2 separate regions of the Triticum aestivum genome follow, and region 1 is linked to region 2. A link is a contact called in public Hi-C data. All regions are on one chromosome and are shown on one strand. Each heading gives the region's core, a stretch centred on a gene start, on an enhancer-like site or on the middle of the called end of the contact. The rest is flanking DNA. Distances are from core to core; before and after follow the strand shown.

Region 1 (4,978 bases), core at 2,194-4,693, 510 kb before region 2:
AGTTGTACGGGCCAGCGTCGTGCCCGCAGCAGGTGAGCAGAGGGTCGTCGAAGCCTGCAGACAAGAACGCCCAGCCTCAGCTTTCTCCAGGACACTACGTACGCAAGTAGCAGCTACACGTATGCATTTGTTCATCCAGCCATGGGCCATGGCGCATTACCTAGCTTGCTGGCTTGGCTGATCAGCTTGTACTTGGCGGCGTAGACATCGACGTAGGTGAACGCAGCGTCGGGGTAGGTTTTCCGGAGACGAGCCACCGTTTCCTTGAGCCTCTGGTTGAAGAGCTGCGCGACCTTGTTGTAGGTGACAGAGCAGCCAACCTTGTCCTTGACCGCGGCGATGTCGGGCCGGCGAATGAGGGCGTAAGGCAGGCAGCCGATAGGCCCCGTGCTGTGGATCCAGAAGTTCCTTCCTCCGAACCCGTGCACATTCTGCCAGATCAATTCTACAATCAGTTGTCGATCGAGCCAGCCTACTAGCTTGGTCATGTGATGGTGATCTTCATAAGACGTACCTGGATTATTGAGGTGAGCCTCTCCATGAGCTCAGGAATGAACGCTACGACTTGTTCAGTCGTCATGTTCGCGAAGTAGCCCGCCGTGATGTCGTTTTGGCCGATGTCGAAGGTGTACAGCGCCTGGGAGAAGTACTCGGCCTTTGGCAGGAGCTCCCTGTAGATGCCACCTACATACATGGGAAAAAGATAAACAGAATGGATCTTCAGTTCTGTGTACTAAGACTTGGTACTAAGATAGGCAGAATTTGGTCTAGCTGTTACCACCTTTGTTGTTGTAAACGAACTGGCTTCTGTTGATGAACTGTTCGAATTCCCAGGACTGCACGTCCAAGGAGATGGGGCTGAACCCCGAGAGGAACAGGGATGTGTTCTGTCGGCTGATTGTCGAGCCGGCTGTTGCGAAATTGGCCCCCTGCGAGAAGTTGCTCCCTACTGAGTTGAGGTACGCACTTAGGTAAGGTATTCCCAGGTTTTCGGCTGCAGCATCAGAGGAAAAAAGATAACAGGTCAGTTAGTTAGATCATTTGCAATGTGGCAATATATAGTGATGAGTTCTAATTTCTGTTTCTACACGTCCACTGAGCATTTCGCTTTTCTCGGCTAGTCTAAATATAGCACCAAAGACTGGCATGTTTTGCCTCCAACATTTCTTGTTTCCAGTGTCCTGGTTTTGAATTCTTTCTGACCAGTTTTGGCAACAAATAGCTCGATTTAGCCTTTTTGCTGAAAAATAGTCGTGCCATCGTCTTCCTAAAGCAACTTGTAGTGCAGGATCAAGCTAGTGGCCCATTGCTTCCACTAAGAATACATTTAAAGCAAAGCATCCACACATGCTCTGACACTGCAGCAAAAATCTCTCCCGCCAATAATTAATGTACGGCGTCCCTTTATATAATACAATCACGCTGCTCACGTTTGTTCGTCGTTCCATTTTTCTAGCCACCTATCCAACCACCTCAAGCTTTCCTGACACTTAAGACCCGCCAAACTATTTCTTGTTTTCATACGACCTGTACTGGCCGGGTTCCACTATCAGAAGATAACGGAGCATAAGTGATCTAGGTCTTACTTAGGAAAGTAGAATGCAAGGTCTCTAACTAGCCAGCTAGGTGTCACCTAATGCTAACACCAACAGAAAGTAAAAATGAAGTGTTGCAGGATTATTAGTCTTGCACACTAGCCTTGTTTCTTGAGAAGCACAACAATAGCCTTCTTGGAATTACTTATGAGTTTGCTTGTTTGTTTGATTAAACAATATGAAAAACGTAAAATTCTAAGAGGTTTGAGTTGATGATAACTTTCTAGTATGAAATAGAGTGTAAATGAATCCTCGGGGAAAATTCCGACCTACGAATCAGGAAAGGAAAACACGCATCAAAAAGATTTCAATTCTGCCAAATTCTCTGGAACTGTCCTTAACCAAAGGAACAATTATTAAATCAAAAGAGGCATTAACCTAACGTTTCTTTCTGTCCCTCTCAAATCAGCATCCCATTGTTAGAAAGGAAAACCAGCATCCCGAAAGCCAAAAGAGTACTGGTGCACGATAGTACTCTCCAGCTGCAACCCAACACAAAATCTTCCCGTGACGATGGCATGGCAGTGGCATCGTTCGAGTGATGTTCCGCACATGCAGCTGACTAGCCTTTCTGTCGGATTGCGCAGGATGGTGTCGGTAGGCAGCTAGCTGGCTGGGGATCGATGGAGTGCCGGGTCCCGGATGGGCGCATGGGTGTGGCATCATTGCCATGGCACGGGCGCTCGCACGCGCGCGGCGGCGGGGCCAAAGTGCAGCTTTGCTTCGGCCATGCTCCGGCGGCGCGTAGTCCATGACCGCCGCTTTCCGGCGACGAACTGATGCCCGTTCAAAGCAGGATGTGAAATGAAATGGCCTTTCAGATCTTCTTGAGCAACAAAAGGCGGTATGTAGGTAGAAAAGTCTTGTTCTGCTTGGCCCTCTCACGAGACATCCCTTCTTTTTTACTACTCTATACTACTCCAGGAGTACTTCCAGGTTCTAACGGACCAGCTATGAGCTATCAGTAATGCACAACATGGCGAGACACAAAGTAAAACAGACAACATCGTATCCAGCTCTTAGCATTTTATTACTCCAAGAGAAGTTGTTAATTAACCTTTTACAAGCTAATTTTACTGTACTCCTACAGATTACTGCGTGTCTGCCAACTTTTATTATCCTTCAGAACTCTGAGAAAGCACTGTATTGGCTTTCAAAATTGCCTTCGCAACTGCACCGCTACACATGGAACGAATTAAGGCTACATTTATTGGCTTCTGCAAGTGACAACCCGTGGGCCCTGTGTGCAGCCGTGCAGAAGAACCGACGGATAGATCGAGCGGGTGAAAAGTAATACTCCACAGTAGTACTCCAGCGACTTTGAAAAGCTCCTGATAGTACTGTCTGAGAGTTTGAGACTGAAGGCGCTTCCAGCGAGCGAAACTTACGTACCGATGAAGTCGATGACGAGGCGGCCGTCGCAGTAGCGGCCGGCGGGCATGCCGAAGAAGGTCCTGCCGTTGGGCGGCGGCGCGGCGCCGAAGGCGGCCGAGAGCCCGCCAGTGTCCGAGTTGGAGTCCCCGAAGTTGAACACGGCCGGGAAGTGGCAGTCGGCGCCCGCGCCCGCACCCGCGGAGACCTGCAGCAGCAAGAACACCAGCGACAGCAGCGCCGCGGTTCCGGCCGTGGCGGTGCGGCCAGAGCCACCCGACGCCATTCCGTGGGTCAGGTGAGTGTGGCCGCACTGAGACTGGGGGATGTGAGTGCGCGCGGGCGGGGAGGACGGGGCGCCGGTTGCAGCGGGGTGGTGGGGTTTTGAGGCGGACGCGGATGGATGGGTGGATCGGCGGATAGAGATGGGCGAGTGTGAGATGAGCCCAAATGCGGGGCGCAGGATTTCGGGCCGATAACGATAGGGGGCGTGGCGTGGTGGGGGTGACTCGTGAGATGACGGCGCCGATGCCCTCCCTGCCTTTGGAACGATGCGTCCGTGGCGTGCGCGCGGGCGGGCGGTGTTCTGTTGGACTGTTGGTGGATTACGTTACGCGAAATCCGCAAAAATAAATAAAAACGTTACTTTGACCCAAATGATACGTGTGACACGAAGCAACATAGCCCAAACGTCTTTATTATCATCCATTTTGCCACGTCAAAACAGATGATATCTGAAGAATCTTTTTCTTTTTGGTTTTCAGTCTTAAAATATTTTATCTTCTAAACAAAAAATCTGATTAAAAATCCGTTTTCATCATTAAATCCGTCTCGACGAGATCTTCAAAACTAGATTTCATGTTGATATTTTTCGATGAATTTTTTACCCAAAACATGATGTTTACAATAAAATTGTCATAGTATTTACACTAAAGTTGGCATGACATGTTTCATCTAGTTTTTTATTCTAGATTTAAAGCTACCATTCTATTTCAATTACTTTTTACGGCAAATTTTATTAATTGACCATGAATTTTTTAGTATTTAACCACGGCAAATTTAATTCATGGATCATGGCAGTTTTTAATAATTCAACATGGCAATTTTAGATTATAGATCATGGCAATTTTAGTATTTTGGCCATGTCAGTTCTTGTATTTTGACCATAAAAATTAATTTTTTGTATGCATCTGTTGGAGATATGCCCTAGAGGCAATCATGTATGGTGATATTTCCTGTGTGTTTATGAATAAAGATAGTCCTTGGACATTATCAATGATGTGTATCAGCAAGTACGTGACTTGGTTGTGGGACTATGTATTGTATGATGACTGTCCTAAAAGGTCCCTAGTCGAAAGGGCTGTGTGGACGTGCAACCGATTAGACTAGCATATGACACGGTCGATGGCTTGGTCTCACTAGCCTTAAAGCAATGGATGCTAACCGGATAATATGGACTCGAAAGGATCTAGTCGGATTCGACATAGTCGGATCCGAGTCGAGATAAGGTCCGAGTCGGACAGACCCAACTATGAGACGTAGCGATATGTCATCTGTGAGTCTCTAGTATAACATACGTTCTATGTCCTAAGACCTGAGCTGGCAAATGTACTCGGGATGGTGATAGACCTGCTTTGGGCCGACCAAACGCTACTGCGTGACAGAGTAGTTACAAAGGTAGGTTTCAGGCTTGTCCAGACCCATGCTGCGAGACATGGCCGAGCAAGATGGGATTTGCCCCTCCGATCAGGAGAGATATACTCTGGGCCCCTCGTGTGATCCGACCAGGATAAGCATGGCCATGCAATAAGGATTATGAGATAATCTGGTTTGTGGTCAGCATCACTGGAACGAGAAAGAGGTCGGGCTAGCACAAGGATGACAGACTCGCCTTGAGCCCGGCAACATATATCGTGTGGCAAAAGGAATGGAAGTTTGATGTACAGGTTCGCCTAACCAGCTTCATAGTCTGCTTGGTGGTCGACACGCCTTGCTAGAGGCCGCTACCAGCC
Region 2 (5,036 bases), core at 430-2,929:
GTACTTAACAGTAGCGTCGTGGCCTTAACCAGCGCTACTAATAATATTCTACCTATAAGCTATTTCCCAGTAGTGCGAGCGTTTCGGAGGTCGAGCTTTCAGATCTCTGGAGGGCTCCTTGCCTTCATGTCGGTTTTCAGGCCGCAACTTGGGGAGCTCGGCCTTTCGAAGATTCTATTTTGGCCTACTTCTTACGAGGGCTCCGAAAAGCATTTGATGCAAGGGATAGCTCATGAACAACCACAACCGTACATGTTAGATCTTACGTCTGACCTCTCGTGAGCCAAAGTGCCATCGGCGTGCCTCGTGTGGTCTTGTCAAGCTAGGTCAGTGGATTGTCCTCCCGCACATGATGTCCTCGTGTGGTCTTGCGAGCGCTGCACCTCAGAGGATAGGGTGTAACAACAATAGCAGGCTCATCTTCGGTCCCCACGAGATGTGGAGTAGACGAGAGCAACATCGGAGAGAACCACACCTCAATCCCCGACACCAACAAATGATGATGTAGACGCATGCGACATGGAAGACTTGCTCGCAACTCCCCTCCTAGCGTAGTAGGTGAAGCGAACTGTCCACGCAGCTCAGCCAACCCTGCCACATGACCAGCTAGAACCAAGGGGGGAAGGTCATGCTCCTGGGTCGTGCCGAGAGACAATGTTAAGAAACCCAAGTCCACGCCGCCCATTGCATATCTCGTGGTTGAGCAACTTATTTTCAAATTTCCTTGTTTACCTCAAATCAGTCGTTGTCGCCCACCACCGCCGCCTATGCATGAGCGGTTGATTATTTCCTTTGTTCTTTTTTGTTCCTACACCTGCGACGCCTCTTTTTTTCTTGGGTGTATCCCACCGATAAGAGAACATGACACTGCATTTTTTAGCGGGCCCACATGTAAGGAGGAGCGGAATGGTCCACAAATGCCTAAGTCACGGTCAAACGCCTTTGATTGGATGAAAGGGAGGAGATGTGTATTTCCATAAGAGCACACAATAGATTGAGGCAAAACTGATCATAGATGAAAACTAAGGGTGGAACCATCGGCGAAGAACCAACTGAGTAGAAGGATCCTAAAAACCCGAGTAAAGAAAAATCTATGAATAGGAAAGATGTATAAGAATCCAATGTCATGACAGTTCCAATCCTATAGAAATAGACATTGAAAACACATGAAATGGTAGTAGTATTTGTTTGGTTGGCCATATGATTTTTTACCAATAAAATATTAAGTACTATATGTTATAATTTCCAATGAAATAAAGAAGATTTCCACAAGGTTGCATTATATGGATTTTATTCCTTTAAACATACATACAAAATAGACCGCATGAAACAATAATTTATTTCCAGTCACACAAAATCAAAATTTTAAGAAATTAATAACTCCTCCAATATTGCCAGGAGAATGTTCAAACCAAATTGACCCTAAACTCAAGAAAAAAAAGCCCCTTCTACTTGAATTTTATCACCTCTAGACTGGAGGGAGCATTGTTGTTTGAGCAAAAGAAGAAAAGACTAGAGGGAGCAAAGATTCAAAGCCAAGGGTCAACCGGCAGCTCCCAAAAGGCTCCCAGCAGGGCCCACCGCCCGCCCGCCCACAGATCGTAGCATATCCATCCATCCAGTCCAACCGTCCCGTCGTCCTGCAAGGCTGCAACCAGGCCGCGCAACTGACCACCAGCAGCAGCACCGCGACGGACCCCTCAATTTCCACGACGCTTCCTTCCCTTCCCCCCTCCGGGTGCGGAACGACGCGACGCGACCGGCCTCTCACCTCATCAAAGCCTCCCTCCCTTCCTCCATCTCCGCTCCCCTCCTCCCAAATCTCCCTCCCCCAAATTCCTTTCCCACCCAAACCAAACCCTCGGCGCCTCAAAACCCTCGCCTCCGCCGGCGCCCCCTCCCCCATGGCCTCCGCCGCCGCCCCCGCCTCGGAGGCCGTCAAGGTAGGCCCCACCGCCAGCCCTCTCCCTCCGCCCCGCCCCGCCCCCGTGCTCCCGCCGCCGGGGGCGCTCGTGGGGATCTCCGCGGCCCGTATTTCCCCCCTTCCTGTTTCTGGGATTTCGGCGCCTGATTCGGTCCGTCCGGTTGGTGCCGGTGTTCGCTTTGTGCGCAGGCGGCGAAGGTTCTGATGGTCGGGGCTGGAGGCATCGGGTGCGAGCTCCTCAAGACCCTCGCGCTCTCGGGCTTCAGCGACATCCACGTCGTAAGTTTGTTATCTGCTATACATGGCCCCTTGCTTCCGCGCCCTCTGTTGACACCATGCCTAGGTTTAGTTCGAATCTAGCTTGCACATTAGCTGTTGTCGGCAGCACCGCGGTGGATGGCCGGTGCGTCTCTTTGCCGGTAGCGGGATCTGTGATGGTGTTAGCGTTGACTTGAAGCTGAAAAATAGATGCATAAACTGCTTCGGCTGCTAATCTATCCAAGGTTTTCCTCTAGGCTGCGCTTACTTGCATCTGCGCTGGCGTGATTGTATTGATTTTATGGCGCTGGTACTGCCTTCTTAGATTGTGCATTAGGAATTTGACAACACACCTTTGTTTGGCTTTTGATAAAATGACACACACTTGTTGTCACTTACATATAGTCAATGGCACAAAGTGTGTCATTTGTATCAAAGTTACGGACAAAGTGTATTGTTTTGTCAAAAATTTCATTGTGCATAGGGCGAGCCCAGTTGGCTCGTGTTTTATGCACTGTCACGAAAGCTGATATCTTCACGGTAGTTCCTTGAGGTTGATGTACCTTGTATGCAAAATAGTTTTAAAACAGGCAGGGAGTAATCCTTGTTCAGGCAACCAGAGCTACACAAATCAATTTGCTTGACACACTTATGAAATGGTTCATCTTGCTGCTTTTATTATGCAGATTGACTTGGACACAATTGAGGTCAGCAATCTGAACAGACAGTTTTTGTTTCGGAAGAGTCATGTGGGACAGTCAAAAGCCCATGTAAGTATATTTTCTACATGAACATATGATGGGTATAGTTATCTTGGGGTCTTCTTCATAATTGATGCCTGCTTATGATGTTTTCACCGTTGATTTTGTCAGGTTGCCCGTGATGCTATTCTGAAATTTAGGCCAAATATCAATATAGAATCACACCATGCAAATGTTAAGGATGCCCAGTTCAACGTTGACTTTTTCAAGCAGTTTAATGTAGTTTTGAATGGCCTTGATAACTTGGATGCTAGACGACATGTGAATCGCCTCTGCCTTGCTGCTGAAGTTCCTTTGGTTGAGAGTGGGACCACTGGGTTTCTCGGACAGGTCAGTTGATCAAATATCATGGTTTTTGTCTCTTTATCTTTGCATCTCCCTTGTCACTAATGCCTGTGGGTATTGTTATGTTTGTCTTTTGTATTTTGCTCGTAGTACTCCTGCTACAAGGTATTCCATGATATTTGATTGTTGGCCAGTGTGCTAACCGTTGGTGGTCCCTTTTCATTTTCTTAGTAAGATAGCAGTAATATTTACCCTAGGTGTACAACCTTCCACTTGAGATGGCCTTTGTGTACTGATAACATGGCTAAATGTTTGGTCTGGGCCTTTGCGCAATTACGTAAGGACACATGCGGAAATGTATTGTCATTTTGAAACTGGACCTTCTGGGTGTATATAAGCTCACATGTATAACAGAAAGTAGGCATCTGCCCACTCTCTTCCACAAGAGCTGCTTATGCATGCTTTAAAAAATGACGAATTTAGAAATCCTGTATACAACCTGCAGCATGTCGTGCTGGTATTTATGCTATATTTTGTGTACGCTCTGCATATGGTTGACATTTGTTTGATAGTCGTGTACATATCATTGCATTTTCTAGTTGACTTGAAGCTGAAAAATAAGAGCCGAATGAGTGACATAATCTGGAAACTTGTACATCAAATAGTTGTGCCACGAGCATGCAATATGAGTCAACATTTGATTCATTTACATCAATTGTCAAAACCCAAGTGTTATTTTGATATAAATGCATGCCACTTAGTGGCCAGGCCTAAACTGCTTGGTATAAAACAAGTTTTTCTGTACCTCACTGTTGTTTTAACCATACTCGTAATTTATAGCGCATCTGTCAACTGTGAAACCATGTTTCACGGTCACTGAACTAATCAAGGAGTCTGGCTCTCTGCTGAATAGGTCAAGTTAATGCTTTACTAAAAACAATTGTCATTCTATTTTGCAGGTTACCGTTCATGTCAAGGGTAAAACAGAATGCTATGAATGCCAACCTAAGCCTATCCCAAAATCATATCCAGTCTGCACAATTACAAGCACTCCATCAAAGGTTCCTCTTTTTGCCTCTGCATGTTGATTATTTTCTTGTCTGCTTTTTCTTATTGTGATATTAGTTAAGTTCTGCTATTTCTTCCGAGGCTAAGTATCATGTTGGTTTGTATGTTCTTAATATGCATAGTTAGTTTTGTTTAATGTGGGAAGGAATATTTCTTACATAGTTAGTATTTTCTCGTATTAAATTATTAATGGCTTCATACCCCTGTAACCCTGTTTATATCTAGAAATAAGCTTATTTATTCGGCCTTTGTTTCTTGGATTAGTTCTGATGGAACCTTGCAGGAAAAGTCATTTAAACTGGATGCTGTTCGACCTAGTTGCCTAATATTGTACTCCCTCCATCCAGAATTACTTGTCGCTCAAACAGATGTATCTAGCATTGAAATACATCTAGATACATCCATTTCAACGACAACTAATTCCGGACGGAGGTAGTATCATTTATGAATGCTGCATATCGTGGAATCCTCAAAATGCGAGTTTAATGCACAGAAGATACATTCTAACAAACATTCGTTTGCTTGCTTTTGGTAATCACAGTTCTCATGTAATTAGTATTTGAAGTATCAATATTTTTTACAAGGTAAAATTTGTAATATTTTTCAAAACACAGGACGAGCTTTAATGGCATTATTTAATTTCCTTTTTGCAGTTTGTCCATTGCATTGTTTGGGCAAAGGAGCTTCTTTTTGCTAAGCTATTTGGTGATAAGAACCAAGATAATGACCTTAATGTGCAT

Evidence for each region. A called contact is a pair of places that touch in the nucleus more often than the background predicts.
Region 1: a Hi-C map of leaf shows a contact between it and region 2, with 6 times the contacts expected there. The contact joins the promoter of LOC123052251 here to the promoter of LOC123052248 in region 2. A contact is called at or near these places in 2 of 5 Hi-C or Micro-C datasets (both in leaf).

What each region holds. Positions count from the first base shown.
Region 1 is chr2D:144,412,291-144,417,268 of IWGSC CS RefSeq v2.1, reverse strand. LOC123052251 (GDSL esterase/lipase ACHE) reads right to left here and starts at 3,443. Exons shown (of 5, transcript XM_044475373.1): 1 at 2,988-3,443; 2 at 782-994; 3 at 515-684; 4 at 161-431; 5 at 1-54. The coding sequence starts at 3,252.
Region 2 is chr2D:143,900,765-143,905,800 of IWGSC CS RefSeq v2.1, reverse strand. LOC123052248 (SUMO-activating enzyme subunit 2) reads left to right here and starts at 1,679. Exons shown (of 11, transcript XM_044475371.1): 1 at 1,679-1,943; 2 at 2,114-2,203; 3 at 2,869-2,952; 4 at 3,055-3,273; 5 at 4,188-4,289; 6 at 4,950-5,036. The coding sequence starts at 1,905.